Regions from separate parts of the Mus musculus genome. Here all the other regions are linked to region 1. Evidence: chromatin contacts called from public Hi-C, HiChIP or PLAC-seq and promoter capture Hi-C data. All regions are on one chromosome and are shown on one strand. Each heading gives the region's core, a stretch centred on a gene start, on an enhancer-like site or on the middle of the called end of the contact. The rest is flanking DNA. Distances are from core to core; before and after follow the strand shown.

Evidence for each region. A called contact is a pair of places that touch in the nucleus more often than the background predicts. HiChIP or PLAC-seq counts read pairs in DNA pulled down with a chosen protein or histone mark. Capture Hi-C pulls out chosen DNA fragments and counts their contacts.
Region 2: a Hi-C map of muscle stem cells shows a contact between it and region 1, with 2.2 times the contacts expected there. The contact joins the enhancer-like site here to the promoter of Anks3 in region 1. A contact is called at or near these places in 2 of 484 Hi-C or Micro-C datasets (CD4 T cells and muscle stem cells), 2 of 115 datasets of contacts at active chromatin or transcription factors (bone marrow-derived macrophages and microglia) and 2 of 9 other capture datasets (liver and pancreatic islet).
Region 3: a contact with region 1 is called in a promoter capture Hi-C map of adipose tissue. The contact joins the promoter of Tfap4 here to the promoter of Anks3 in region 1. A contact is called at or near these places in 8 of 484 Hi-C or Micro-C datasets (CD4 T cells, LSK cells, embryonic stem cells and 3 more), 1 of 115 datasets of contacts at active chromatin or transcription factors (memory CD8 T cells) and 2 of 9 other capture datasets (adipose tissue and liver).
Region 4: a contact with region 1 is called in a FOXA1 HiChIP or PLAC-seq map of pancreatic cancer cells. The contact joins the promoter of Glis2 here to the promoter of Anks3 in region 1. A contact is called at or near these places in 1 of 484 Hi-C or Micro-C datasets (embryonic stem cells), 1 of 115 datasets of contacts at active chromatin or transcription factors (pancreatic cancer cells) and 2 of 9 other capture datasets (adipose tissue and liver).
Region 5: a contact with region 1 is called in an H3K4me3 HiChIP or PLAC-seq map of bone marrow-derived macrophages, with 6 times the contacts expected there. The contact joins the promoter of Pam16 here to the promoter of Anks3 in region 1. A contact is called at or near these places in 1 of 484 Hi-C or Micro-C datasets (CD4 T cells), 5 of 115 datasets of contacts at active chromatin or transcription factors (bone marrow-derived macrophages, memory CD8 T cells, microglia and 2 more) and 3 of 9 other capture datasets (adipose tissue, embryonic stem cells and liver).
Region 6: a Hi-C map of natural killer cells shows a contact between it and region 1, with 5 times the contacts expected there. The contact joins the promoter of Eef2kmt here to the promoter of Anks3 in region 1. A contact is called at or near these places in 2 of 39 promoter capture datasets (neural stem cells and pre-B cells), 12 of 484 Hi-C or Micro-C datasets (CD4 T cells, CD8 T cells, LSK cells and 5 more), 4 of 115 datasets of contacts at active chromatin or transcription factors (embryonic stem cells, extraembryonic endoderm stem cells and pancreatic cancer cells) and 3 of 9 other capture datasets (adipose tissue, liver and pancreatic islet).
Region 7: an H3K27ac HiChIP or PLAC-seq map of embryonic stem cells shows a contact between it and region 1, with 6 read pairs. The contact joins the enhancer-like site here to the promoter of Anks3 in region 1. A contact is called at or near these places in 8 of 115 datasets of contacts at active chromatin or transcription factors (the SCID.adh cell line, bone marrow-derived macrophages, embryonic stem cells and 1 more) and 5 of 9 other capture datasets (adipose tissue, embryonic stem cells, liver and 2 more).

The regions. Positions count from the first base shown.
Region 1 is chr16:4,962,374-4,966,477 of GRCm38.p6, reverse strand. It overlaps Anks3 (ankyrin repeat and sterile alpha motif domain containing 3), which reads left to right and starts at 2,241. Exons shown (of 17, transcript NM_028301.4): 1 at 2,241-2,358. It also overlaps 4930451G09Rik.
Region 2 is chr16:4,487,097-4,491,200 of GRCm38.p6, reverse strand. It overlaps Srl (sarcalumenin), which reads left to right. Exons shown (of 7, transcript NM_175347.6): 5 at 3,592-3,708. Among named protein-coding and RNA genes, the nearest start is that of Srl, 34 kb to the left of the region's middle. Within about 2 kb of position 1,905, at least 127 of the 459 cell types and tissues checked have an H3K27ac peak or open chromatin away from gene starts, as enhancers often do. A contact at or near this core is called in bone marrow-derived macrophages, microglia and muscle stem cells, where this site is marked.
Region 3 is chr16:4,557,717-4,561,820 of GRCm38.p6, reverse strand. It overlaps Tfap4 (transcription factor AP4), which reads left to right and starts at 2,101. Exons shown (of 7, transcript NM_031182.2): 1 at 2,101-2,393. The coding sequence starts at 2,305.
Region 4 is chr16:4,592,893-4,596,996 of GRCm38.p6, reverse strand. Glis2 (GLIS family zinc finger 2) reads right to left here and starts at 2,284. Exons shown (of 7, transcript NM_031184.3): 1 at 2,062-2,284. D330022H12Rik (a long non-coding RNA gene) reads left to right here and starts at 2,742. Exons shown (of 2, transcript XR_875867.3): 1 at 2,742-3,565.
Region 5 is chr16:4,622,562-4,626,665 of GRCm38.p6, reverse strand. It overlaps Pam16 (presequence translocase-asssociated motor 16 homolog (S. cerevisiae)), which reads left to right and starts at 1,720. Exons shown (of 5, transcript NM_025571.1): 1 at 1,720-1,815. The coding sequence starts at 1,813. It also overlaps a transcript of Glis2 not described here.
Region 6 is chr16:5,254,076-5,258,179 of GRCm38.p6, reverse strand. Eef2kmt (eukaryotic elongation factor 2 lysine methyltransferase) reads left to right here and starts at 2,224. Exons shown (of 8, transcript NM_027446.2): 1 at 2,224-2,339. The coding sequence starts at 2,244. It overlaps Gm15983 (a long non-coding RNA gene), which reads right to left and starts at 2,217. Exons shown (of 3, transcript XR_003951974.1): 1 at 2,169-2,217.
Region 7 is chr16:4,701,144-4,705,247 of GRCm38.p6, reverse strand. Dnaja3 (DnaJ heat shock protein family (Hsp40) member A3) reads right to left here. Exons shown (of 11, transcript NM_001135112.1): 9 at 3,964-4,079; 10 at 2,940-3,037. Among named protein-coding and RNA genes, the nearest start is that of Nmral1, 16 kb to the left of the region's middle. Within about 2 kb of position 2,352, at least 14 of the 459 cell types and tissues checked have an H3K27ac peak or open chromatin away from gene starts, as enhancers often do. A contact at or near this core is called in embryonic stem cells and liver, where this site is marked.

The DNA of each region.
Region 1 (4,104 bases), core at 992-3,491:
CAGTCATACTTTGCACATCCTGCCCAGGAGCAGGTCTGGAAAGATCAGTTCTCGACAAAGGGCCTTGTTCTGTGCTGCTTTCTGCTGCCAATTTGAAAACAGGCTTGGCAGCATACCTCCTGTTGGTGAGATGTGGGCTTCGTTTTTCACAGGCCATATGCAAGCCTTGCACACAACGGATGCTGCATTAATTAGACAATGGATGTGCTGTGTTAATGCACACAACAGATGCTGCATTAATGCATACAATGGACACTGCATTAAAGCCAGCACTGAACAACGGTAGTGAAGAGGCACAAACTAGTCACCTTGCTTCTAGAATCCTTGCTCTTCACTTGAAATGTCCTGTGCCAACCTATGTGCTGAGCGTCTGACCAGTGGATCACAATGGATCCCTCTCACATGTATAAATGGCCACTGATACTGTCAGTGACCCCCCGGCTCACCTCAAGTGGCAGAATCCCTCCCAGACCATACCATGTGGCCTTGGCAAGGTTATCACTCTCAGAGCTTGGAGCTGGACCCGACCGGACCCAACAGAGTTGAGAGCAGTCCAACAGCAGGGTGGGAAGTCCAGGGCTTTGGTACCGAGTCCACCTGGGAGTTAGGACCACAGGAGGAGTGGCCTTGGAGATACAGAGCACTAATATCCACACTCAAGAGTTCTGGCAAACCCAGAGAGAAGCCTGGAAGAAGTGGATACCCAGAAGTAATCCCAGACACTGATGAGTGAAAATAAAGTCCATAGACCAAAGTGGGGTCTGTAGAGGAGTGCCCGAAGCTGTCCTTGCCCAGGCTGGCAGTTAATATCCAGGAGAAAGCTCTTGCTCACCAGGGACGAGTCTGAATCCAGAGATGGAAGCTGGTTTTTGGCAGCCTCAAGGATGGCATCCCAGGGAGAAACTGGCAAGGACATCACTGCTTTGTCTTTGGATGTCATGGGGGCCAGGACTCAAAGGACACCGTCTGTCATCATCAAGGAGTCCTGTGGAGCACACAAGGTGAGGTGGCAGTGTCTGGGTGTTCAAGGAGAAACTAGCATTGGTAGCCTTCCCAAAGCCTTGATCAGCTGTAGATGAAAATGCACCCGCAAAAATTCTAGTTTCTACCCATTTCCTTCTGGTTCTGCAAACTTATGTCACTTGGTAGCAGGACTGTATGTGTGGGTATGTGCAGTCATGAGTGCACAAGATGGTGGTGTCCTCTACTGCTCTCATAGAGGATCACAATTCAGTTTCCAAAACCACAACTACTTGCAACTTTAACCTCAGGGAGAGCCCGTCTCTGGCGTCCACTCGTATCTGCACTGGAGTACACATACCCACCTTCACACCCATACACATAATTAAAATACAAACTAATTCATTAATATAATTAAAAATAATCTTTAGAATTAGAGGTTTAAGATCCATTATTCAAGAGATTTTTTTTTTTAGTCATCACTCAAATGAGTCTCTATAATCCAGTCGCTGGCTCAGCTCCACCTTTTATATCTCACCCTAAAGAAAACACGTTCAGTCCTCAGGGGCAGAGGGACTTTAGGATTGTGGGTGAAGGCCTAGCAAGCGGACCAAGCAGATCAGCTAACGGTGCCAAACCAGAGCTGCGTCAGAGGAGTGAGTGGGGTCTTAGGGCATTTGAGCAAGGACGGGTGCTTGGCTGTCCTGAATTGGGAACCACAGGTGGAGACGCTTTTGGTATACGCACCAAAAGATGTTTCCTACCAGGGGCTTTGGCGGTAGGACACAGAATCACCGAAGTGAAGGGGGCCGCCCAGGACTGATCGTCCTTTAGGTGTGCAAGGCGGGGAGGGTTGAAGGAAGGCTTGACCCGCAGAGGAAAGAGCATGGAGGAGCTCAGAAGACCGAGCGGCTCAGTGTTTCTCCTCAAAGCCAGTTGGCCCCGCCTCGCCCCGCCCCGCGCCAGGCGTCGTTGTCAAGGGAACTGGAAGGCAGCGGGACGAGGCAGTCCGTGCTAGAGCCGAGGGGAGGGTCTCATTCCCTGCCACCCGCAGCCAGGACCCACCCATCGTCGCGTGGGTTTCCGCGGTCTCCCACTTGCCTCAGCCGCTCCGCCCGCCCACTTGCCTTGTCCCCGTGCTGAGTACGGCCACCCACGGCGGCCTGGCGACTCGCCGCCTGCCTCTCTGCCTCAGGATTGGCTCCCGAGCGAATGGGCCGGTATCTGCCATCTCATGGGCTGCTGTGGCGTGTCAATAACAGAACGTCCGTCACCTTCCCGGGATGCTCTGCGCCGTGCGAGGATTACTTCCGGGGTGGGCCGGGCGCAGGGCTGTCGGCCGGTGAGGGGCGAGCCGCTGTCGCTGGAGGGTGGCCCGGGAACCTGAGGCCTTGCAAGGTAGGCCGGGCCGCGGCAGGGCCCTCTGAGAGGTGGGGCCCAAGGCGCCCTGAGTCTGCTCGGGTGGGCAGCCCTGGCGTTTGCCTGTCGCAGGGTTTGGGGACACGGGCCCGCCGCCGTGGTGCTAAACTAAGGGGTCACGCGAGGTGTCGGCCAGACTGCTGAGCCACACGGGAGCCTGCGGTCGTGCATAGTCGCCGGGACCGCTAGGGTCGGAACTGCGTCGTACATTTGGGCTGCAGGGGCTCCCTCGAGGCCTTCATGGATCTCTTGGAGGAATGACAGTTGCCTCCAGAATAGAATTTTTTTTAAAACTAAGATTTAAGAATTTTAAGAATAACTTATCAGGGCTGCAACTGAAATTCTGAGAGAGAGAGGTGCAGAAGACATAGAAACTTTTATTTTACTTGAATCGATTTTTTGGGGGTGTTGGTTTTTTGAGATTGTGGGCGTGTCTCACTGTGTAGACCAGGCTGGCCACAGACTCACTGAGATCTACCTCCCAGATGCTGAGATTAAAGGCCGGTGCCACTACGCTGGCGGGTTGGATGTTTTTAGTGTAAGCATCTAATGTTACCCAGGTTGTCCTTGAACTCAAAGGCGGTCCTATTGTCTCAGCCCCCCAAGAGCTGGAGTTGCAGGTGTGAGTTCTTCCAGGGTTCTGCTAATCCGCCTATGGTTTCCAGTTTGGGGAAGCACGTGTCCATTCTGTTGGTTCAGACTAGGTTAGGTGCTACTTGAGCGCAGGCCTTGCAGCAGGAGAAGCTGGTGTTTCCAGGATACAGGCCTTGTTTTCACCTTACCAGCCCACACACATCACTCATCGTGAGACTGGCAAACTGTTGTATGTTGTCCTTTTTATAACTTTTAAAAGTAAACTTATGTCCTTGCAAGTTGTGTATATATAGTGCTTATCACTGAGATAGATCCTCAACAATCTTTCTACTTTTTAAAAACATATTTGTTTTAATCTAAGTACACTGTAGTTGTCTGGTGATTGTGAGCCATGTGGTTGCTGGGATTTGAACTCAGGACCTTCAGAAGAGCAGTCAGTGCTCTTGACTGCTGAGCCATCTCTCCAGCCCATCTTTCTACTTTTAAAATATTTTAGTCTCACTAAGTTGCCCAGGCAGGCTTGGGATTTGACTCTTCTGCCTCGTCTGGAAGTTGTGCTGCCAGGCCCAGCTTTCACCAACACAGGATAATGCTAGAGTGTTTAAGGGCCTCGAGGGAATTAGTACCTTCTGGGTCATACTTCCTTCGGGCTTCCTTCTGGGTTCACCAGAACTCTTGAGTATGGATATTGTGGTGCTCTGTATCCTTGAGGCCACTCCTGTGGTGGTCTTGACCCCGAGATGGGACCCAGGTGGGTTCAGTGCCAAAGCCCGGGTCTTCCCACCCTGCTGTTCTACTCTTGACTCTGTTGGGTCAGGTTAGGGTCAGTTCCAACCTCAGCGTAATAACCTTGCCAGAGCACTGCGATATTGTCCCGGAAGGACTCAGCCACTTAAAGTGGCTTGGGATCACTGAGGTGGCCCCCACCAATGCTTAGTACCAGTGACCATTTATCTACGTATGTGGCACAGGCCTTTAATCTCAGCAAAGACAAGTGTATCTGTGCCATCAAGTTTAGTCTGGCCTACACATTGAGTTCTAAGTCATCCAGGGCTACACAGTGGGACCTTGTCTCAAAACAAAACAGTGGCCATTGCACAGGTAAGAGCAGAAAGTGAAACTGAGGCTCTA
Region 2 (4,104 bases), core at 656-3,155, 470 kb after region 1:
GGAATGTCTCTTTCTTCTTACATACATGGGATCATATTATACCAAGTGTGCATATGTATATGTATGTACATGTGTGTGTATACATATAGATGTATGTGCATGCATGCATGACTCACCATTATTCTTTATTGAAGCTTCTTGCCTGTCTTCTAAGAATACACCACGTTCTATACAACCAGAATCTAATTTCTGAGGCACAATAGGTGCTGTACACTTTCTAAATTTTAAAATATAAAGGCAAATATCTGTGAGTTTGAAGCCAGCCTGCTCTACATAGTGAGACGATGGCAGCCAGAGCTCAAAAAGAAAAAAAAAAAAAACAAATGTTTTGGTTTTGGGGGAGGGGGCAGAAAAGCTAGGTGTGATAGCACACACCTTTAATCCCAGCACTCAGGAGGCAGAGGCAGGTGGATCTCTGTGAGTTCAAGGCCATCCTGGTCCACAGAGTGACTTCCAGGACGGCCAGGGCTACACAGAGAAACCTTATCTTGAAAACGACAACAAACAAACGAGTAGGGCTAGCGAGGGGGCTCAGCAAGTAGAAGCACTTGCATCTAAGCGTGAGTTCAGTTCCTGAACGCCACACGGTGGGAGAGAATCAGGCCCCACAAGGCCCTTCTGGCCTCGATACACACACCAAGCTGTGCACCCCCAATACATACATACATACATACATACATACATACATATGTTCCAAAGCTGGGCATGCTGGCTATGCCTGTAGTCTCAGCACTTGTAAGGCTGAGGCAATAGAATGACTAAGGATTTAGAGCCAGCCTGGGCTACAGAATGAATTTCAGGCCACCATAGGCTTTAGAGTGGGATGCTATCTAAACAAAATGAAATTAAACCATTCCAAACACTAGCATAATTCATATATTTTGTGTACAGATATTTGTAAGACATGTTTTGCTTGCTTGTTTGTCCTTAAAATAGTACAGCAAAGGGGTTGACAAGATGGCATAGTAGGCAAATGTACCTGCAGCCCAGACAGCCTTAATTCAATCCCTGGACCTGTATGGTAAGAAAAGAGAACCAACTCCCGTAATTTATCTTCTGGCATACCCCGGCCCCACAAATACATGTTTAAAAATTATTATAGAACACTAGAATTAAGTATTTTAATCATTGTTAGAAAATTGCCTTGAAATACTCCAATCTGTATTCACAAGAACATACCAGAGAATTCTTGTTCCACCATGGTTTGCCATCTTTAAAAGTGTGACTCATTTTTCAGTGCTGGGGACACAACCCCAGACTTTAGATATGCTAAGCAGGTGCCCTGCCACTGAGCTATATCCACAGCTACTCTAACTCCTGGTTTAAAGCTTTCATAATTGTTATTTTTTTCTTTTCAGTTCTGGGGATGGAACCCAGGGCCCTGAGCATCCTAGGCAAGTGCTCTACTACAGAGCTATAACCCCAGCCCTTGTTTTAATTGTAAATCACATGACAAATCTCTTCCTGTGTTACCTGGCAATTTCCATATTAGCCTAATGCCTATTGAGTAGCTGTGTATCTGAGGGCACATTTGTTCCTACTCTACAGAACAGGAATCTAATGCCAGGCAGTGCTGGTTGCCCTGGCCACTGTCAGGACCCCGGCCCCATTCCTTTCCCCAGGGGATGAATGCCCTGTGCTGTCGGTTCCTATACCATTCTTACAGGCCTAAGAGCCCGCCGCCCGCCGCTCCTGCTTCTTCGAGCGCGTGCAGGCCTGGTGTGAGGTCACAGAACAGTGGCTGGCTTTCTTCTGTCCTCTGTACTTGTCTCCCTACTCTGACACCAAGAGTGGCATGACCCTCCCAGGGAAACTCCAAACTTAAAGCCTCAGTGGCCAAGAGGCTGCCAGCTGCCCCTGGATTGGCTCTCAGCAAAGGCCAATTGGCTCTCTTCTGGCTTCCCTTTCTGGACTTGGCTTCTCTGTCCTAATGTCCTGCCAGCTTCCTGCATGCCCCCTATCCTTCAAGCTTATTGCTGGTCTCCCACATATGCCCACAATGCCCCCTGCTGTGCAGAATTGGAACAGCAACACTCGAAGCTCTGTCTCACATAACCAGCGCTGGCTTTTTGGAAAAATCCATAACTGGCATAACTCTCTTGAGATGCCTAATCGCCGTGTTCCCAGGCTGAGTGCCTCTCATGTGTGCTTACACACAAGAGGGAAGGGCCAGCCCACGACTTGTGCTCACCATACAGAAGCCATCATCTTTTAGGACTTTGCTTTACTCCCAAAGGAACAAAACCAGTATATCCAAAAGCCAGGTGCAGAAGGGATTCATGCTATACAAAAATGAATGTACAACACTGGTATACAACACAGTGTATACACAGTAAGGCAGCTGAAAAATGCCAGAAATTAGCATTAGTGTCCAGGGTAGTGGTACACAAATATAGATAGGCCCAGCTACCCTGGAGGCTGAGGCAAGAGAATCACTTGATTCTTGAGCCCAGGACTTTGAGAACATCCTGGGAAATATAACGTCCTCTCAAAAGAAAATAGAAAAAAAAAAAAAAAACCCACCCCAACTGGCCCAGCATTAGTTACCTAATAGAGAGTGTATTGTGGCCTAGACAGACTGGGGCTTTTTGTACTTCAGACTTTTGAGTCAGGACAGTATACAAAATTATAAGAAATAAATTTAAAAAAAGTTTAAGAAAGAAGACTGTATTTTGAGGTCTGTCTGCAGGCTCAGGAAGACAAAAGTCTGGAGAGCACAGGTGCTCAGTGCAGCTAGTTCAGAAAAGAAGTTAGAGGACCAGAAAGCAGCAATAAGAAACAGCATCTCTGTCTACAGCCTCTACCTGCTTCTTTGCCCAGATTTGGTTTTGTTTTCTATTTTTGCAGTAGTGGGGACTGAACCCAGGGCCTCGCACATACTATGTAAATGCTCTGCTAGTGAGCACCCTCCTAAACCACCATCTTTCTTTTGAAGACACTAGAGAATTCTGCTTCTCTCTCTCATACCCCTCTCCAGTAGCCTTGGCAGGGTGTGATTCCTAGCAGGGTGTCTTAGAGGACCTTGGCCTCAGGGACCAAGAATCTAAGGATTCCCAGTTTTCAGTGTTTGGTTTCAGACCCTGGAAGACTTGTCATGGACTAAGACTAATCTGAGCTTGAGGGGAGGATGTGAAGAGCCCCAGTGAAGAGATAAGGAGAGCTGCAAGCTGCAGATGGGCAGAGCCTGGAGCTCGGATGGCTCAACCTTGTCTATGCTTCTCCCATGTCCTTTCTTACTGTTGATTCAGGTAGCAAACTTCAATCTTCGAAATGCAGAAGTTTTGTCCTTTTTGTGAGACATTCTCTAGATTAAGCCAGGAGACTGTTCCCAGCGTGAGCACCAAGCCTGCAATCCAGCCAACTCCTCCTTCTGGTGCAGGCCAAAGATCTGGAAAAGGTCAAAACAATGGCTCCTGGTGTCTTTGGAGTGAATGCTCTTATAAAGCCCCTGACACAGTTTGATCCACACAGAACCCCACAAGCTCTGGATGACAGTGGGGGGACAGGGGGATGCAGAGTGCTTTGGAGAACAGTGCTGTGCCTGTCAAGTAAGAACTGATGTTAGGTCACGTCTGTTTCTGATTCCTGCAGACGGGGAGATTACTTCCAAGCCAATGGTGCTGTTCCTGGGACCGTGGAGTGTTGGCAAATCCACCATGATAAACTACCTCCTTGGGTTAGAAGATACTCGATACCAACTTTATACAGGTGAACACGGGGGGGGGTATAAATTGTGAAAGCAGATGAGAAATTATTGTATGCCTTTATAATATTAGTGGAGATAACATGTAAGAACCGGAAGCTTTGTCACCCCCATGGCAGCACTAGTCATAAAAGCCCAAAGTAGAAACACCTCAAGGGTCCATGGCTGGATGAAGTAGTCTGAGCACACAATGGAAAGGAGGGGGCTGGCAGTCAGGTCCCCAGGTCCCCATAGAAAAGGCAGGTGTGGCAGCACATGCGTCTGAGATTGCAGAACTTCTATAGGGAGATCGGGGCACCCCTGAAAGCTTAGCGGCAGTGACACTGAGGATACCCACGGTTGTCTGTCCTCCGACTTCCACCCCTGTGCTATGCAACACACACACACACATACACACACAC
Region 3 (4,104 bases), core at 852-3,351, 400 kb after region 1:
GAGACACCCACAGGTGAAACAATCATACACACACATACACACATCTGTGCAGTGGTGGCTCCTTTAATTCCAGAGGAAGCAGGGGGTGGGGGGAGGAATCTCAGTGAGTTCTGTGACAGTCAGGGCTATATAGTGAAACCCAGTCTGGGGGTGGAGGTGGGGTGAAATTGCCTTTTTTCATATTCTTTACTTCCTTTAAACTTTTAAAAATTAATTTCTAAGTATGTATGTATGTATGCTAAAGTGCACATGCCAAGGTCAGGAGAGAATTTGTGGAAGCTGGTTCTCTCTTTATACCACGGGGATTCTGGGAATAAAAACCAGGTCATCAGGCTTGCAGGCCAACATCTTTACCTATAAAGCCATTTCACCTGCCTTCCTGATTTTTTCTTCTCCCATTTCTTTGTCTTTTTTTTTTTTTTTTTTTTCCCCGAGACAGGGTTTCTCTGTATAGCCCTGGCTGTCCTGGAACTCACTTTGTAGACCAGGCTGGCCTCGAACTCAGTAATCCACCTGCCTCTGCCTCCCAAGTGCTGGGATTAAAGGCATGCGCTACCACCGCCTTGCTTCTTTGTCTTTTTTAGAGGCACGATCGTATCTTCGATCTCCAAGCGCTAGAATTCTGGATTACAGGTGTGCAACTGCACAGCCCAGCCGGCTAGGAAGTGCTGCTTTTCAAGTTACGTGTCCCTGGGATTAGATGCTAATTGATCTGGCATCTACAGTTAGAGATCAGGTTGGTAATATTGAACAATGTTTTCTAATAATACCCAACAATTGTTATAAATAGAAGTATTTCAACTAAGAGGCTCGATTTGGGTGGAACCTTGGAAGGCAGCGAATGGGTCTGGGAAAGGCGCTGAGCTGGAGCGAGGACATTCCGAGGCAGGCGTGGGCTTCCTGAGCCTGGGGCCAAGCCCTCCAGGAGTCTGGGGAGGGCCGGGACCGGAAGGTGGGGGCGTGTCAGAGGACGGAAGCTCACCCCTAAAACGTCCCCTCCCTTGCCCCAGACCACCACTCCCCCCCCATTGTAGAGCGCGCCCTCTGGCGGTGGAGCAAGTTTTATCCCGCCTTCCCCATGAATGAGAAGCTGCAGCCCGCTGCGCGCGAAGTCGGAAAGTAAGGTAGTGAAAGAGGCAAGACAGGACCTGGCAGCCACCACCAGACCTCTAATGGATATTCGGACCGCGCTGGCAGCCTGCCTCAGGGCCGCTGCTGTTCTGGCTTGCCTCCGCCCTTCCCTTCCTTCCCACTTGCTCTCTCTTCCTATGGCAGCCCCAAACATCCGAGGTACCTTGCGCACCTGCCTGTACCCTTCGCAATCTAATTTCCTAGCACCAGTCAGAGTTTGGGCCAGGCAGCCACCTGGGTAAAGACGGAGGGAGGAGGCTGGCGGGTGGTCAGAGTCAGCCCCAAGTTACTTGTGGGAAACAGTGGCTATGACGCAAGTTTCCAGGGGGCCCGGGTCGGCTCGAAAGGGAGCGCGCCAGAGTGGCTCTGCTCCGCTCCGTGCAGTGGCAATTATGAAAATGCAAAAGCCTGAAGCACACACCCAAAAGAGCCTTCCCTTTGCTGCTGCAGCCCCGCCCAGCGCGTCCTCCAGGATAGCGGTGCGCAAAGACCCCGCACTGGGCAGTCCTCACCGGACCCTGGACTGCACAGACTGGGATCCCGTGCGGTGGGGCTGGCCTTTTTTTTTTTTTTTTTTTTTTTTTTTTTCTTTTTAGCTACGCTTGCCAACCTGTCAGCTGATGGACCTCATCACCCATAGTGGCGCATGTAGCTGGGCCGCTGTTCACTCCATTCACATCGTGTCCCCCCACAGCCAGCTGTCGACCCCTGATTCCTGATCCCAGGGTTAAGTCTGCAGACCCATGTAGTAGTCGGTCCCAAGGAGCTTGCGCCCTTCTCGCCCCAGCATCCAGTCGCCCTGGGGGGGGCGCTGCAAATAGTCCTTTGTTTACATGCAATTCCTTACTCCGCGGAAGGAGGCCGGGGAGTGCTGAGTTTTCACCAGCTGTTTCCCGCCTTGAAACAGACATCTGATCAGCTGCAAACACACACACACACACACACACACACACACACACACATACACACGCCCGGGGAGGCAGGCTGGAGAGACCTCCCGCCCGCCCCTCCCGCCCGCCTCCCTCCCCTCGCCGCTGCTGCTGCTGCCGCCAGCATCTGGGACCGGCCGATTCTGCACCTCCGTCCGGCGCTGCCCTTTGATTCGGATTTCCATCTTGCATTCTCCGGCTGACCGCGAGACCTGGCTCGTGCACAGGAGGGGGGCCTATCGCTATGGAGTATTTCATGGTGCCCACTCAGAAGGTGCCCTCTTTGCAACATTTCAGGAAAACAGAGAAAGAAGTGATAGGAGGGCTCTGTAGGTGTGTACTGCTCCTCCCCCCAACCCCTTCTTCCCATTGCAGCCCCCGGCCAGCCCGCCCGGGCGGGTGCGCGTGTGCGCACGCATGGCTCGCGCCTCCGAGCTCGCTCGCCTTTCTTAGCTACTGGGTCCGCTGCAGTCTCTGGAACCCTGCTTGCGTTGCCTAGGGACCCTCTTCCCTTGGAACGTGGGGACCCCGAGAGGTTCTGTCCACTTTTGTCCGCTGCAGGCGGGCGAGTCGCGACGTTTGTAAATTGCAAACAGACCCACGTGGTGCTGCAGCAGTCCCGGCCATGCTTGCTGCTGGTGGCTTTCACCCAGCGCTTCCTCCTCCCCCCGCCAGCTTTGGCTTCCTTCCTTTTCCTTGCTTACTCGCGCTTTCTGGGAACCCTCTTCTAAGGAGGTCGTTTTGGGGGGGGCCCGGAGTGTGCGAGAGGACAGCTACAATGCTGCCATGCCGCGGTTCCAGGCTGCGGGGAGGGGGGGCGGGGAGCCGGGTGGTGTGAACGTTTGCAGAGAACAGGGCTGCAGCAGGGTTGGGGGCGTGCTCGCTCGAGGTTGCGAGGCGTACGTGGACCTTTAGTGGCCATGCTTCAAGCAGGGAAGTTGCGGTCCCCCACACGTTGGCAGTCACTAGTCGCACGTTCTCCGCCCGCGCTCGGGTGCTGTTTACTAGCGAGGCCTGGACGTGACTCTGCAGCCCTCTTGGAGTAGGCGGGCCTCTGCGCGCACGACCTCACGGGAGCTGTAGTTCTCTATGCCGGGTCGGTGCTGCATTGTGGGACTTGTAGGCGCTTCGGGGCCACGCTTTACTTGCACAAAGCTCGGCCGTAACCAACTAGGTGGGCTAAGCAGGCCAGGTGGGGAGGCCTTTTGATGAGGGTGCGTCTTAGGTTGCTTCAGGGCTCTAGTCTACTTCCTGTTGCATATGGGTCTGCAAACTTTGCTGTCCCACTTCTGTTCCTCAGTCATAAATGCAAAGCGTTGAATCTCCTGGTCGGGTGGGTGGTCGGAGGTCTCTCTTGAGATACCCCTTAGTGAGCTTGATCCTACCTAGGTTGCCCCAGATCCACTCGCTACTAAATCGCGATTGACCAGTGGCCGAATCTCTCTTAAACTCTTGTTAAATCGTCATGTCTGAGATTTCTATTGCCGGCCCTGGTATCTGCTCATTGAACCCTACAAGCCGGCTGGGTCCGGGCGGGGATGGTGGTGGTGCACGCAAGGAGAGGTTTCTCCAGCGCGCTTAAGTTTGAAACCGACGATCTCTTTCCTGCCTGCCGTGCTACTCTAGGAGCGTAATGGCTCCCCAGGGCTGGGGCCACGTGCTCCGACACCCCAGCCAGGCAGGGCTGGGGCTGGAGGAGGAGGAGCCCGCTGAGTGGCATAGGCTGGTTGGTAGACAGCAACGCCTGTGGGGCAGGTTGCTGCATAGGTATAAAATCCAGGTAGGGATCCCACTTTACTTTCAAGTTGAGAGCCAATACCTAGGGCCTGTTGGTGGGTCTAGCAGCTGGCAGCCCCCTCTAATCCCCCCCCCCCCAGCTGGCACTAAGATACGGTTCACCTGAGGGCCCAGCAGGTACAAAACAGCAGTAACTAAACTCTTGGACACTAAATATTCTGGGGACCTACTTGCTAGAATTTTCTCTTCGAATCACTACAATCTTGCTGTGAGTCCATTTGTTTTCTGATTTCTTTGTAAAGCTGGA
Region 4 (4,104 bases), core at 1,035-3,534, 370 kb after region 1:
TGCCCCCACCCACAGGCCAGCCTCATCTTAGGACTCAGCTATCTCACCTTGCCTGACCCTAAGTTTTACAGATGAGGAAACTGAGGCCTGGACAGGGGAAGAGTCAGGCCAAGCAACACTCAAATGCTGATGGTTGTGCCAAGATTTGAACCCAAGACACAAAAAAAGGGTTTCTTGGCCAAGAGCTTTCCCCCATATGCCCTACACACAAATTGTGTCCTGGATCCAGCAAGTCCCTTAACGGCCAGTGACCCCCAAAGCAGCAGTGCCTGGAAGTGGGGTGACTCATTGTCTGGCTTCCCACCCACCCCCAATCTAGGAGGGAGGGCTGGCAGGTGTCCCCGCATAGAGAGCCAAGAGCCAGATTGCCCCAGGGGGCCTGGGCTAGGGTCACTCTGAGGCTGGAGAGACCCAGCTGGAGGGATTTAACACCAAAGGTCAGGGGTCACAGACAGGGAAGGACAGGCAGGCATAGGGGGTCAGGGGGTCAGCACTAATGGTAGCTCCGGAAAGAAGGGGGAGGGGGGAAAGGCTAAAGACACAGGGCTACTTCCAAGGGTTCCCCACCCCACAAAACCACAGCCTGGCACTGCCTCCTGCTTGACTGATGGCAGACAGGGACATATTACACTGGGACTGGATCCTGAAATGAGCTAGACGGCAGTTCAGCAAAGGGTGTCTTAGGAGACCCCTCCCCCAGTGCAAGCCAGGGCCAGCTGAGAGGCCCAGCCTGAGCCCAGAGGGAAGAAAAGAGAGAGAGGGCTCTGAGGTCACTAGAGAGGGATGTGTGGGCTGGGGCTGGGACAGCTGTGGTACTGTGCCACCAGAGCAGGGCCTGGGGAGAGCTGGGCACACTGAAGGGGACAGTTTTACATTCCCTGAGCCTAGGGGCTTCAGAAAGCTAGCTAAGATAGCAGTTGTCTCCCTAGCCATGGCTCAACCCCACCTTCCTTCCTGGGTGCCAGGACAACAGGGAGACAGCCGTGCAGGGTGCCTGCCACCGAAGCCCAAGACGCAGGCCCTAGCCCTGGCCAGACCCATGGGAGCTCAAGTCTTGGTAGGGCCACTGGCTAGCCTGACTGCCCCCTTGGTGTCAAGCATTCCCTCTAGAGCCAAGATCTTGGGCCCTGATGGCTGGGGGCCCAGGGCTCCTCCCAGCATCCCTTCCAGCTTCCCAGGCCCCAGGGCAGGGCTGGGCAACTCCCTGCAACCAGTGCTTCCCCGCCACCCTCTGGCTGGGCTGGGCGGGCCCTCCTGGGTAGGCAGACAGGCAGCATGCTGCCCTGCTGTGGCCTGAGTATCCCACTGGGTAGGGCAGTGTGCCAAGGCGTCCAGGTGCCAGCCTGGATTCCAGCCCCATCCTAGGGGGCCTGCGGGGAGGTGCAAGCATCATCCTGGTAGGAGGGGGATGCACCTGCCTCGTCACCTCTTTTCCAGACCCATCCTGAGGATGCAATCACTCACCCTCTCCATCCAGCCAGGTCCCTCACCTGCTTCCATCCACCCTTCAGGAGTGGACCAAAGGCTACACAATATTCCAACTCCTAGTGCTGAATCAAGGGACGCCCCCCTCTCTGCCTCCCCCAAGGCTTGTTAAGGGTAGTGAGAGCAGGACTTTACCCAGAAAGGGAGGGTACCTTCCAAATAACCCGAGCTCACCGGTGAGCAAAGGTGGCTGCCAGATGCCCCATACAACTTCATGCCCAGGCTTCGGGTGGCCCCCTCTCACCTCGCAGAGCACCCCTACTGAAGACGCCCAACTTCCCCAGTGAAGTTTGCGCCCGCCCCGGGCCGGGCCACAGTTCAGCTCGGCCCCCAAACAGAAGGAGGGAAGGAAAGAGAAAAAAGACGGTGAAATCGAAGGACCCAGCCAGGGAGCCGGCGAGAAAGGGAGAGCGCAAAACCAACGAGCGCAGGGGCCTCAGCGAGGGCTCACAATGGCCCGGAGCAAGGCGCGGACGCGGGAGGGGGAGGCGACCCTCTGGTTACGCTGCCCCGCGCACCAGGCAAGTCCCTGGCCCAGCCCGCGTCCTCCCGGCGCGACGCCCGGGGGCTTCCTACCTCGGCTGCCGGGCTGACTGGCTCCGGCTGCGGGTTCCGGCGGTCCTGGGGCAGCGGGGAGCGGGCGAGGGGGAGGGCCGGGGCGGGCGGGGGCCGGGGCGCGAGGCTTACGGGGCACGGGCTCCCCTGGCGCCGCGCGGCACCCGGCCGCTCCGCCACATCTGCAGCTCGGGGCAGGGAAGGTGGCCGCGGCGGCCGGGCTGTGCGGGGATGTCTTTGCAAGGGAGGGAGGAGAGGAGAGGAGGGAGGGGGTGGGAGGAGGGACTGGCGGCCTTGGAGGAGGGCGAAGAGGAGGGGCGCGGGGGGCGGCCTCCCTCCCTCCCTCCCTCGCGGCTCGCTCGCTCGCTCCCGCCCTCCCTACAAACCCCTCTCACTACTGCGGCCCCAGGCCCGGAGCGCCAGCTGCCAGACGGAGCGTGCGCGGGGGGTGGAGGGTGGGGGTGGGGGGAGGCTGGGCCCGGGGAGGGGAGGAGAGCGGACGGCCGCAGGAGCGGGCACCGGAGGGAAGGGGGAGCGAAGGAGGGAGCCCCGCCACGGCAGAGACGCGCGTCCTCCTCGACTCCCCCCCCCCCCATCCCCGCCTGCCGCGGTCCCGCCCCCAGCCCGAGGGCAGCGCTAGGACAAGGCCTGGGGGGCGGGGGGCAGGGCGAGATATCCCGCCCCTGGGGGAAGCCTGGGAGAGGGGCGGGCGAACCGGCCAGGAGGAAAAGCCCCAAGGACCGGGAAGATGGAGGCGGCCGCAGCGGGCGAGGGGCGGGGACCCTCGCCTCCCCCTGCGGGGTCACCTTGGCCAGGGCCCCCGCGGCCCTTGGCTGCCGCGGAGGTGATAGAAATGCCTCTTGGAAGGCCCTGATTTCCCCGCCCAGTCCAGATCCAGGACCGCGCAGGCAAAGGCCTTTCAATTCCGACAGGTTCGAGGCCACGCTTCTCTCTTCCAGCTTTGCCTTGTCTTCAGCCTCAGTTGCCCTCCTGGTGAAATAAGCACAAGGCCTGGCACAACCAATCCAGGATTCCGTTATCTTGGTGACATCCGCCTGGACAACCTGGGTCCCCTAATCTGAGCGCCGCCGGGGTCATCGCACTTGGCGTCAGTAAGTTCAATGAGTTGGTCACTGAAAAGTGGATGTAAGTCAGTAACGCTTGCACACCGCAGCCAAGCTGTTTCCCACCTTTTCCTGGGAAGCTCAGACTTGGCGTTCTTTAGTGTTTTCTTTGGGCGAGTCTTGAGTCCACGCCTAATATCTTTTTACCTGTCTGGTGACAAATCTCAGTTCAAAAAGACAGCCCTCCTGATCCGAAGTTGGACTTGAACTCAGGAAACGAAAAGGCACTTCAAAGTCAGCATCACCAGTAGGTGAAGTACTGACTCCGGGTTGGAAATCTGTTATTCGGGCATTTGATGCCTCGGTCTGCGCCAGAGCCACATCAAGACATGAATCTTGATCATGGGGCATCCCCATTCCCAGGCACTGCTCTTGGCACACGCTCCTGGTCTGGTGCGAAGGTAGGCACATAATTGGTGCTCCTGATGTGGTGATCAAATGGATACGTAGTCAGTGCTCTTAACTGATTATGTAGTCATGATGGGTGCTTCGGTTTGAACGAAGACACATATTAGATTCTTATGATCTTTTAATACATGAAAGGGATTTAGGAAGAGGTCGGTTCACCAGGAGTAAGGCGGGGATAATGCCCCCCCACCCCCATTTCCCCTGTGTGGATAATGTCGCAGTGCTGCCGGGTTAAATATTAGCTGGCAGATGGACCCGGAGAAGGCCAGCTCTGGGACCTAAAGCTTGCTTCCAGGAAGAGGCTGTTAAAGGGCCGCCGAACATCACTAGAGTCTGAGGCGAGGGACTGCAAAGCGCCCTCTCCCGGCATCTTGAATCTGCAATTTAGTTATTCTGTTATTCTGTTAACCCAGCCCTAGTGCAGTATCTCACCTAAGCTGACTACAGGAACTGAGGCACATCGGTAGTGTGAAACTGGTGTACTAGTTAGTATAAATCTGTTTAGAAAAAGGAAAAAAAAAAGCTTATTCAG
Region 5 (4,104 bases), core at 471-2,970, 340 kb after region 1:
GACTTGGGCTCATGGCAGGGTCAGGGCCTGAGGGGGAGATGTTTCCGTTCCTAAAGTGAAAACTAAGATCTGCAGGACCCAATGGCAAGCAAATGGAAGGTCAGCACTGTACGCAGGGAAGGGAGAGTGTGGAGGTAGGTTGGGCACTGGTCTAGGTCAGAGGTTCTCAGGCTGTGGGTCACAAACCCTTTTGGGAGGTCAAGTGACCCTTTCACAGGTGGCTTAACATGTTAGAAAACACAGATATTTACATTACGGTCCATAATAGTAGCCACAAAAATAATTTTATAGTTGGGGGTCACCACAACATGAGGAACTATGTTAAAGGGTTAGGAGAGTTGAGAACCACTAGTCTAGAGGCATCTGACTTAAGGCCATTCACCAAACATACATGAGTACCCATGCCAGGCAGCCGTCCCGGTGCTTGATAGCTAGGAGTAAAGGCATAAATGTCCTGCTCACTGTGAGTGCCTACTCTAGTAGGAGACATAGCAATGATAATAAATGTTAAAAAAAAAAAGAAGAATTATGTCATAGAGCAGTGTCTCTCATCCTTCCTAATGCTGCAGCCCTTTGATACAGTTCCTCATGTTGTGAACCCCAATCATAAAAAATACTTTCATTGCTACTTCATAACTGTAGTTTTGGTACTGTTATATATCACAATGTAAATATTTCTGGAGGTAGAAATTTGCCAAAGGAGTTAAGATGCACAAATTGAGAACTAAGGGGAAAAAAGGAAGCATGAAATGATAATGGAGTCACAAGACCATGTGTTGTTCCGATTCTGAGTCTGTGGACTGTTGAGGAGAAACCCAGACACAAAGTACAGATGAGTAGATTTCAAAGTAGGGACGTGCGTGGCTGCTGGGCAAGAACTGGTCTGATCTGGATGTTGGTCATGGCAAAACTGAACTGTACACTCCAAAAGGTGGAACTGCTTGGTGTGTGAATTACGGCTGTCTTGATGGAACTGTCCCAACACACAGACACACAGACCAGAGAAGGTCTTGTGAGGACTTGACGAGAAGCCTTTGCAAACCAAGCAAAGAAGCTTGACTAGAGACCAAACCTGGCATAAAGATTCCAGAAGCAGCTGGGCAGTGGTGGCGCACGCCTTTTGATACCAGCACTCAGGAGGCAGAGACAGGCAGAATGCAATGAATTCAAGGCCAGCCTGGTCTACAGAGTGAGTTCCAGGACAGCCAGAGTTACACAGAGAAACCCTGTCTCAAAAAAAACAAAACAAACAAAAATCAGAAAAGAATAAACTAAGCATCTGATGTTTAAAGGACACCTCAGACCTTTGAAATCAGGACAGCGTGCTGGGCATGCCACTGTAGTAGGGGACTTGGTGGCCCTCACTGAGGAGATGGCATTAGATTACAAAGTTGACTGAACATGGGCAGAAACAGTTCCTCAGGCGTCTAGGAAAGAGCTTCACCAGAAGGGGCAATGTGAAATAAATCCTATTTTGAAATACCTGGTTCTCTTAAATATTCTAGCGATTTTAACATCCAACCCTATTATACTCTGGTTTATTTCATATGATAGCTTCTTCCTAAGTGTTTTGGGAAAATGAAGGGAAGGCCACCAAACTGCACCAAGTCTGGGGCCGCCCACTGGTCCTCTGGCCCCGAGGCAGGCTCCGCCCACATGCGCGGTGCCGCGAGAGTCACGCCTCTGGAAACGCGTCGCGTCCTTGCGCACGCGCTCTCCGGTCTCCCTTGACCTCTGACCCACCAGCAACCCTTGAGCTGGTCCCACTGGGTCGGGAAGCGGCACCCGTCCCCCTAAAGTGGAGCGTCCGCCATGGTGAGGCCCGGGATGGGGTGTTCGGGAAGGGAGGTCAAATCGGAGTCCAGCAGCGGGCTCTGGTCCTGATGCCGTGAGCCCCCCGGGTTCCTCACAGGAAGCAGAGTCTGTAGCGTGGCGCCCGGTCGGTCGTTGGTGCCCGGGCAGTGACGACCGCGGACCGGGGAATCGAGGCTCGGTTGGCGGAAAGCTCCCGGCCAATCCCGGCCTGTGCGTTCCCTGCCTCGGCGTGCGCGGTCCGCTGTGGGCAGTGGGAGGAGACGGTCGTTGACTGGGCCGGCTCCTGAGTGGCAGGACTCGGCGATATTGGTGTTGTGTCGCTTGGCTTTTAACCGCGTTTGACAGTTGGCTCATCCAAGGAAGTGGTAGACCTGAGACTTGCTAGAATTGAAACCAGAAAGGCTGAGCGTTTTGGCACCATTGGCACCTGAAAGTTGCCCGCAGGTTCTTGAGATTTGCCCCTAAGTGATTGGAAGGTTAGGGAAGCCTATTTATCTGTTTGTTTGAGACTAAGTACCACTATGTATATAGATAGTGTGGCTCGCCCGGAACGCCCTATGTGCTCAAGCTGGCTTTAAACTCACTGAGATCCTTTTGTCTCTGCCTCTGGCTCCCAAGGGCTGGCAGTAAAGGTGTGCGCCATCTCACCCAGCTGGGAGCATCTTCCTTGACCATGGGAAAGTAGGTAGTAGTTAACCGCTCACAATGCGTTGTCTGGAGCTGAAGCTTTATGTAGATTGTCATTTAAGCCTTCTCAATCGTCCCCATTTTAATTTAAGGGATTTGAAGCTCAGAGAATTTGACTTTTCCAAGCTCATCTTTCCCACAAGAGTCAGTTTGGCCCCAGCTTTGTTCGTGTTCTGTTCTGAGACTAAACATTTGCCACTATATTATTCCTTGTAATTAGGTCGCTGCCATTTAGTAAGAACCTTTGTTGGTTCCTCGTGGAACTCGGTCTTTAGCGTGCATTCTCCACATTCCACCTTGAACTTACCTCAGCTGCTCGTGTAAGGCTTATACTTGTAAACCCAGCACTTGAAAGGCTGGGCCAGGAAGATCAGGAATTTGTGAGTTCCAGGGCAACTTTAGTACATAGGGCTGAGAGTATAGCTCAGTGTTGCAGTGCTTGCCCACCACAGGTAAAAGGCCTTAAATCCATCCCCAGATGGATTTCTCATCCAAAAGAGGATGAGAAAGTACTGTTGGAAGGTGAGGTAAGAGGAGCCTAGAAGATTACCCCTGGGAGTCCGATTATGTCTAATTTTGTCAGGTCCTTAGGAATGGCCCAGGTTTGGGTTGGGGTACTGTCATGCTTTATAACTCAAACCCTCCTGCCTCCGCTTCCCAAGGACACTACTACCACCATGCCTTGGCAGTGTTGAGTCTCTGACAGTGTCTAGATAGGAAGGAGGTCAGTGCAGTGCATCAGAGGTGGGGCACTGTGCAAGAACTGGGCCCCCGCCAGAGCCTTTCCTCAGCATTGGAGGCATACAGAAATCCTGCCTGGGGAGTGGACTGTATGAGACTGTAGCTTTGACCAAACAGAGCTAAGAGTGACTTGATTAAAGTGTTGATTCATGAACAATCATGTTCTTTCAGATATGTGCTGTTCAGGCCAGTAGGGACCCAGAAACACTGTCATAAATGCCATTGTAGTGCCCACCTTCCTCCTGTCTAGCTGGGACACCAGTAACTATTTGTAAGGCCTGCCACTGTGCACTGGAGGAACACTGTACACAGACCTGAAAGCTAGGGCCCTCCTAGTGCACTTCCATGACTTAAGCATCATTTTTGGGATCCCTGCTCACCACCCTTGTTGAGGTTCTTTGTGCCATATTGCTTCCCAGTTGGGAAATGAAATGTGGTGGTCTGCATTTCCACCTTGCCACTGGGGTATTAGAAGGATACTTGGGGTAAACTGAGGGATAAACCTCCTGCTTTACTTCTTGATGGTGGGGTGCCAGGTTCTTGGGTCACCAACATACTGCTCAGGAGAGGTGAAATACAGTCTAAGATGGGGGGATCATGTTGATAAAGGTGATAGACAGTGGGGGCTGAGAGGATGGCTGTGGTTCTCAAACTCCTGTGCACCCAGACATCACTGGGAACCTCAAAGAGTTGATAACAGGGGCTGGAGAGATGGCTCAGCAGTTAAGAGCACTAACTGCTCTTCTGAAGGTCCTGAGTTCAAATCCCAGCAACCACATGGTGGCTCACAACCACTCATAATGAGATCTGGTTCCCTCTTCTGGGGTGTCTGACGACAGCTACAGTGTACTTACATATAGT
Region 6 (4,104 bases), core at 975-3,474, 290 kb before region 1:
TGGTAAAGGGCTTGCCTTACAAGTATGAGAAATGGAATTGAATCCATTCATCCAGAGTCATCCACACTTGTAACACCAGTGTTAATTTGTAGGGAGCAGCCAGACTAGCAGTGGGATCCAGGAACAATGCCAGGCCCTGTCTCAAAAAAACTGAGAGGAACAGGAACAGTAATGGAGATGCACTGTGTGCGCGCTCGCTGGCGCATACACACACACACACACACACACACACACACACACACACACACACACACACAGGATCCCTCTGTGACTTGTCCCTCCTACATTCAGATCTAATTAAAATGCATGATTTTTGTTGCACTCCAAGATAAGATGGCTCTGTAGCCCACGTAGGGTCTTTTTTCAAACTGTTCTTGTCTGTGGTATCAAAAGGTTAGACCAGCTTCCACTGGCTAATACTTTAGGATACATCATGTAGTACTACTATGATGCCAACTGCTGCTCTTTTGTTCTGTAGCAGCAGTGATCAATCACTAATATGAGTGATGTACAAGTGTATCTCTCTGGTTCCCATTTCTTGTATCACCAATTGCAGGCAGGGAACTGATCAAAATGGCACAGGCAAGTGAGCGCCCCGGAGGCCACTCTAAGCCAGCCTTCCTCAGTCACCAGGTCCCATGCTCCTTGGGTGAGTGCAGCATGAGGAATATGCAATGTGAGTCACAGTAATAGTCCAGCATGGCGGCACACACCGAGAAGCCTGGGTGCTTTGGAGGCTGAGGCAGGAGCATCACTGCAAGGTTCGGGCCAAGACGGGCTACAAAGAGAATACCAACCTAGCCAGGTCTGCATAGCAAGACACTGTAAAACAAACCAATAATGCTACTTCAATAACTCAGTGGGTATAGGCACTTGCCAAATGGCTTGAGTTCAACCCACATGGTAGAAGGAAAGAACCAACTTCTTCAAGCCATCCTCTGACTTCTATTTATGTGTGGTGGATCACAAACACACACATACACAAATAATCAATGTAAAGAAATTAAAAGGCAAAATCCCACAGAAACAATCATAGTTCATTTTATTTAAATCAAGTCAGCTCAGGGAATAAAAGACCAATCCCATCTTGGTCCCCTATGCTGGCCTGGATTTTTGGAGGGTCACAGACCTGACTGTAATTAATTCCCTTCTGTTGTTCTCCAAAACAAACCTCAGGATTTCTTGTCTAAAGGAGGTAATGGGATACAATCTGTCCCCTTCATCAACATTCTGCAAGTATATTTAACAAGCTAGCTCTAGAAGCTTCCAAATGGAGATTTTGAGACATTTGCTAAACTGAACTGTTACACCTTGAATGACAGTGCACACTTGGAGGACAACAGGGGTGGCTTGCCAGTGTCCTGCCTTTCAACTCTAGGGACTTTGAACAGAATACTCTGCCACCCACTGCAGCTAACTCCCACTCTTAGTTCAGATTCTATTCCTTGCAAGATGAAACAAAACTCCTGCTGGAAGCCTCTGCAATTCTGTGCACTAATTTTCAGAGCAGATACTGTTACTGTTATATGTGTGTGTGTGTGTGAACACATATACACAAATAACGTAAAGAAATTAAAAGATGAAACCCCACAGAAACAATCTCAGTTCATTTTATTTAAATGAACCCAGTTCAGGGAATAAAGACCAACTCCTTGGTCCCCTATGCTGACCTGGCTTCGTGGATGTGTGTGTGTACACGCGCGCACTCGCGCGTGTGCGTGCGCAGGTAGGCTGAAGGATCCCAGGTATCACTTCCTAACACCCAGGTGGGGTTAGACCCCTCCAAAAATCTTCCTCGGCTACTTCGAGGGCAGACCCACCCTAGCCTCGCCCCCGGCTGATCTGAGCTCGCCCCAGACCACCCAAAGACAACCGGCTAAGAGTTGCTCAACCTCAATCTCAGCCCCACCCCCATTCCCGCTCGGGCCCACCTTCCAACCCCCAGTTCCTGCCAAGGACCGCCCTCTGAGCCCCGCCCCCAAGCCAGTCTAGGCTTCGCCTCCAAGTTGCCAGCTCCAGCTCCAGGAACTGTTTAAAACGCTCCCCAGTCAGGCCCAACCCGGCCCGGTCCGCCTCTAACCCTGCCCCACCGTACTCCCCGCCCCGCGGGCACCATCTTGCCCCGCCTCCTGGGCCGGAACATAGACTAGCCCCCGCCCACATCTTACCTCCTAGTTGCCACGCCTCCTCCGTCTCAGGCCTCGCTTCCGCCCGTTTCCAGGCAACCCTGGCCCTGCCCCGCGATGGCGCCTGAGGACCACGAGGGGGCCACGTCTCTGCTGCAGAGTTTCGAGCGCCGCTTCCTGGCGGCTCGCGCGCTGCCCTCCTTTCCCTGGCAGGTGGGCGGCGGGCGTGCGGCGGGTATCAGGGTCGAGCACCACGGGCGGCGGGGCCGGGAGTCTCGGGCCGCCTTTGCTCACCGCTGGACTGGGGGAGGCAGGCGGGCCCTTCCCCGGCAGGGTTTACAGGGTCACGAACCGGGCTGGATTATTTTAGCAACTTTTAAGCCAGTAATCGGTCATCTTGGCGACTGCAAAACAACTTTGAAAAACTAAACGTCTTCAAATGGCAAGAGCCGCGCTCTCCTGAAAAGGAGGCCAGGTCCCCATCCGAAGGGCAGGCTTCAGGCAGAACCGTCTCAGAGGGAGTTCGGACTGAAAATGGTGCTTCCCTGTGGCCTGGGGACCTGCAGCTCGGACGCGAGGATCCTTTAGAGCGTGCCTCGCTGTTAACTCTTGTGCGGTGAGCTCACCGGCATGAGTTACTATAGATTTGTATTCCTCCAGAGTCTACCCGGTTTCGTTGGGTGGTTTGGGTAGTTGTATTATTTCATCGACATAAAATATCTCTGGTCTTAACGCAAAACGAAACCCGAATAACATATAAGTCCTTATTCAATGTCAACTGTAATAATAGTTCATGTGCTGTGCTAAGTACTTGCTCAGGGTCACCCACAGTGCACAGCACTGGCGTCTGTGGTCACTCCATTTGACCAGGAGTTTAAGAAGGAAAGAATCAGAGCTCTGGCCGGGGAGGCCAGCTTCCTGCTTATAGTTCTAATTCAACCCCCTGTGTGCTGTGGGACTTTACAAGAGGCTACATCTCTGTGCCATCATTTCTAATTAATACAGTAAAGGATACAATGATAGCAGCCTCTTGCTACTAAACAGCTGGACTTCTTTTCCTTTGCCCAGCTAGAAATCATAGATAGACAAAAAGTTCTGGGAGTGCTGATCTCTGCTGACTGTGTTTTTCTGTGCCGGCTGTAGGCAGACAAGACCAGTAATTGCAGGTTTCTTGAGTGTAGGGCCCTTGGCCCTCCGGGAGTTCTTAGGACATTTTTGGCTGCGAGCTTCCCAGCAGGCCAAGGTATTGGATTTCTTCAGCCCTTGGCAGCAGCCCTTAGAAACATACAGCTCTTGTGCAGGTCTTGGAAGTGCGGATTCATTAGCTCTTGACCATGGCCAGCCTGTCTGCTTTTACAATTCTGCCGTCCACTGTTGAGCCTTGACTGGGTCTGCTTTCTCCTTGTTACCCCCGCAGCCCGCACTACTAAAGTAGGCAAGAGACTCTTCCCAGGAGGTAGCGCGGGAGGGTTCCTTACAGTCTACTCCCTCTTTGACCACAGCAGCAGGCTGTGTAGGTGTCTGAACCAATCACGGCTTTGCCTCTTGTTCCATCCCAGCCATCCTTCCGCTACGCCACTAGGGGGCGTGCTCCCCTCTGTCCCACAGGAAATGAGTGCAGAGCAATACACTGTACACCCAGGTTTGTAACAGCAAAAAGTTTCAAACAGCCCCGGCTGAGCCCGCAGCTTCAGCAGTCATGACAATCAGGTCTGGTTGTCTAAGGGTGTTTATGGAGTGTTCAGGCAGCCAAGGCTGGTATAAGCTGTCAGACTGACAATCCTTTTGCTGAAGGCAACCAAGGTAGAAAGGGAGAGTCCCACAGCTCCAAATTAGGGAGTCATACTGCCCCATCCCCCAAACTGTAGCTTATGTATAGGAGAATGAACATAAGAGCGCTTCTACCAAGAACCTAAAGACTATCATGAACACGAATTGTGGACTTAACCGCCTGATTACTGTTGCTCCTGTATACTGT
Region 7 (4,104 bases), core at 1,103-3,602, 260 kb after region 1:
CATCTTGTCTCTTCTCACAACACCAGCGACATGTGTTGTACACGGGCGTCTTGAGAGAGAAGCAGGAGAATCAAGACTTCAAGGTTATCCTCCACTACATAGTGAGTTCCCCTGTCTCAAAAAGCAAAATATATAGGGCCTCTATGCAATTTGGTGAGACCAAGTGATAAAGTACAGCCAGTGGCATGGTACCTGGCATGGATTAGAAGTGCCACCAGGGGGCTGGTGAGATGGCTCAGTGGTTAAGAGCGCCGACTGCTCTTCCAAAGGTCCTGAGTTCAAATCCCAGCAACCACATGGTGGCTCACAACCATCTGTAACGAAATCTGACGCCCTCTTCTGGAGTGTCTGAAGACAGCTACAGTGTACTTAGAAAGAAAGAAAGAAAGAAGGAAGGAAGGAAGGAAGGAAGGAAGGAAGGAAAGAAAAAAAGAAAGAAGTGCCACCAGTGGTGACTTACAGTGTCAACACATTATGTCTGTCATCATTTACCAAGGAAATGAAATGTATTTTATCTTAGAAGACTCAGGAGGTATAGGGAGCCCATGGTTTATAGATGTGTTGATGTGTTAAGAGTCCTTTATGTTACTTAACCCTTTACATATTACAAAAGGAAATGCTCAGAACTGAGCAGAGAGCTGTGCAGGCTCTGGCTCTGGCTCTGTGTGAAGCGTGGAGCTCAGCTGTGTCCTGGCAGCTTTGTCCACCACCCAGACTGTTTTAAAGCATTTTTTTTTTGAAAAAGAGAAATGTGTGTGTGTGTATAGCCTTGGCTATCCTGGAACCAGCTCTGTAGACCAGGCTGGCCTAGAACTCACACATCCGCCTGCCTCTGCCTCCTGAGTGCTGGGATAAAGGTGTGTACCATCACTGCCCATCTACATTTTTCTTTTTCCTTAAAGATTATAATTACTTTTTATGTGTATAGCTATTTTGTCTGCATGTACATATGTGCACCACGTGCTTGCCTGGTGCCCATGGAGAAGACCATAATAAGTCATTGAATTCCCTGGAATTTGAGTTAGAAATGGTTCTAAGCCTCCAAGTGGGTGTCAGAAACCAAATCCAGGTCCTCTGTAAGAGCAGCGATGTCTCTGAGTCACCTCTGCAGCTCCCAATAGCACCGGCCTCACTGAGCGCGTTGCTTACAGCACTCCTTTCCGTGTGCCCACTCAGAGTGAGCTGTGCTCCTGCTGTCTGTCCTGCATCTAGATGCTGCATCAACTACCCCAGGGAGATGGATGTGAACAATGTCTACTCACCCCAGATGGGCACAGACACAGGAAAGCAGTTCCAACTATGTCCAGCTTGAGGGAACCAATGTGTTTTTTGGGTTTACTTGCAGACATGGATGAGGGGTTGCTTACAGGAACATTGGTGATGCCCAAATGTTCTCAATGCAGAAAAGTCCTACACATGGTCAATGACCTAACAGACTGCATCGTGGAGTCCCCTGTCAGTTAGCATTCCAGAGAACACATGCTATGGAGTAGAATTAGATACAGCCAGCAGGAGGTGCTGGAGGGAGGGAAGGAGGGAGCCTCATGACCCTCTCCCCAACCCATCTCTGCAAGATTATCAAAAAGCCCATTGGTTTTTGGTTTTGAGACCTCAGGGATTTTAGGTTAGCACTTTATCAACTGAGCTGCTTTACAAAATCAAATCTGGGAGTCAAACTCCCAAAGAGATGCGATTTTGAAAACAATGACAACAGAGGTTAATGGAAGAAAATAGTAAGGACATTCTAAAAAGGATGGACTGTTCCTGTCCCCATCTGCGCCCTGCCCTGCAGAACAGGAGCTCCTGTGTACAGAGCAAATCTCGTGTATTATGAAACCTTGGGGACTTGTCATGAAGTTATAGGCACACAATCAGAGTTCTATGGAATAACTTGTCCCACTTCCTATTTAGCTTAAAAGAGAACACAAGAACTGGTATGGTGGACCAAGCCTGAATCCCAGCTCTCAGAAGCCTAAGCAGTAGGATCTCATGTTACATGCCACCAAGACCATCTCAAACAAGCAAACATGAGTGAAAAACAAAGAGAAAAGTTTATGCATTATGCATCTAAACACTAAAATAAATATCATTTGGTGTTTGGTCAAGCTATAAACAGGGCTCTTGTTCTTAACAGGAGCTCAACAAAACTTCCAGGGAAGGCTGCTGGGATTTCCACTTCCACTACTGTCTCTTCCCTCTGAGAACTCCAAATCCTCCCTCTAATCTGCTGGAAAAGCTGCCCTAGCTCTGAATACTGGCTATAAACCACCACACACTAATATAAGGCCACTCCAGATCTGAGGACTCTGTTCAGGTTCCCACAAAAACAAAATGATGCAATGAGGTAGAAACACGTGCAGCTGGGCACAGCCTGTCCTGACCTGTCCTGACCTGTCCTGTCCTGTCCTGACCTGTCCTGACCTATATCAATCAACAGAAGCTTCACCTGAGAAACAGCCTCAGGGGCACAGGAAAGCTCCAGCCCACACATCAACCACTTGTGTCTGAGTTCATGACATCTGAGCCTAGGCAACAAATCTGTTCATCAAGTGGGAGGTAGTATCTTTATACTGTTGTCAGCACTGTTTACTTTGGACTCCTAGTAAAGTGTCTATAGCTCTGTTCAATTCATCTCCCCCTTAAACTATTACAAAGAATTCTTGGAGGTAATTGCCCAAAGTCACAGGGCAAGTGGCAGAACCAAGGCTAGAACTCAGGAAACAACTTTTAGGCACAGCTGCCGGGCAGCAAGTGCTCCTGGGCTTTCTTAAATATATGGATGCAGTGAATAGGAGACGCACCCATGAGAGATGGCTGTATACCCACGAGTCCCCTCTTCCAATGACTTTTGGGGGCCTATGAAAACTCAAGTTCTGAAATGTCTGTCAATAGAGACTCAGAGGTCCCTCACACCGCCATGTCAGTCCCAGGTACCTTACCAGTGCTTGTGTGGGTGACTCCATTAACCGTCCCCTCCACGTCAGTCTCATCCTCGGCATAGCTCAGGATCAGGTTCTGCTGCCTACTGCTCAGCCTCCTGTGAACCAACAACAGTTAGTGGCCGAGCACTTCCTCCAGGCAGCCCTTGAAAGCACATAAGCACATACATGTCTGACTCGCGCAGAGGCACGCACTGAGCCAGTGGTGAGGAACTGATGGCCAAGTCAACGTTTCAGAAAAGGGCTCTAGCCAGCCTACACATGGCAAGTGTGGCTCTGGCAGGCCTTACCCTTCACTATTCTCTCTTCCTTGCAAAACTGTTAGATCACATTCCTAAAGCTAGCCATCAAGGCCTATTCCCTTATTTGGCCACTTCCTCCTCCTGACGCTGACCACCAAGGTTCAACTATCAAAGAATTGGAGTACAGCAATCAAAATTAAACACCTCATCCTAACACGGGGGGGGGGTCCCCTTTACCTTTATAGACAGTCATTTGCCTATGACATGTCTGCCTCTATCCATGCCCCTCACCCTTATTCCCTTCCCTTTCTTGGGGTACCTTGTGCTAATGCTGGTCCTTTGAGCTTCTCTCTGAAACCCTGAGTTGTTTAAACTGTCATCACTGCTAAGCAGATGCTCACAGGTTGGGGTGCACATGTTATGTGTGTTTGTCAGGCAACAGGTGAGAAACCAATCTCACAAAAGGGACAAGAGCTGACACTGGCTTCCTGAGAGGAACAGGCACAGCACATGTTGGGTGCCACAGCATTAAGCCCAGAACACATCAGGAGTTCAGCAGCTCCTGTGTCATTCATTCCACAACTCAATGAGGCCAACTTACTATAGCCAATGCTCAGATGGGAATCAGGTCAGACGAAACTGGTTCCAAGGAAGAAAAAACTTGCCCAAGCCAAGAGCTCAAAGGGCAACTGAACTGCTGGGTGCTGGGCCTGGCAGCTAAAAGACTCAAAGGATGCCTGTTTGCCGGAACAGTTTTGGCCATAGTCTTACTGAATACTTACTTTGGAACTCTGATCTTGATGTGAATGTAGTGGTCACCATAGCCATAGCTATTAATCCGGGGGATGCCTTTTCCAGTCAAACGAATCTTCTGGTCTGTCTGAATCCCTGCAGGGATCTGTTGAGTAAGAAATATGCTGATG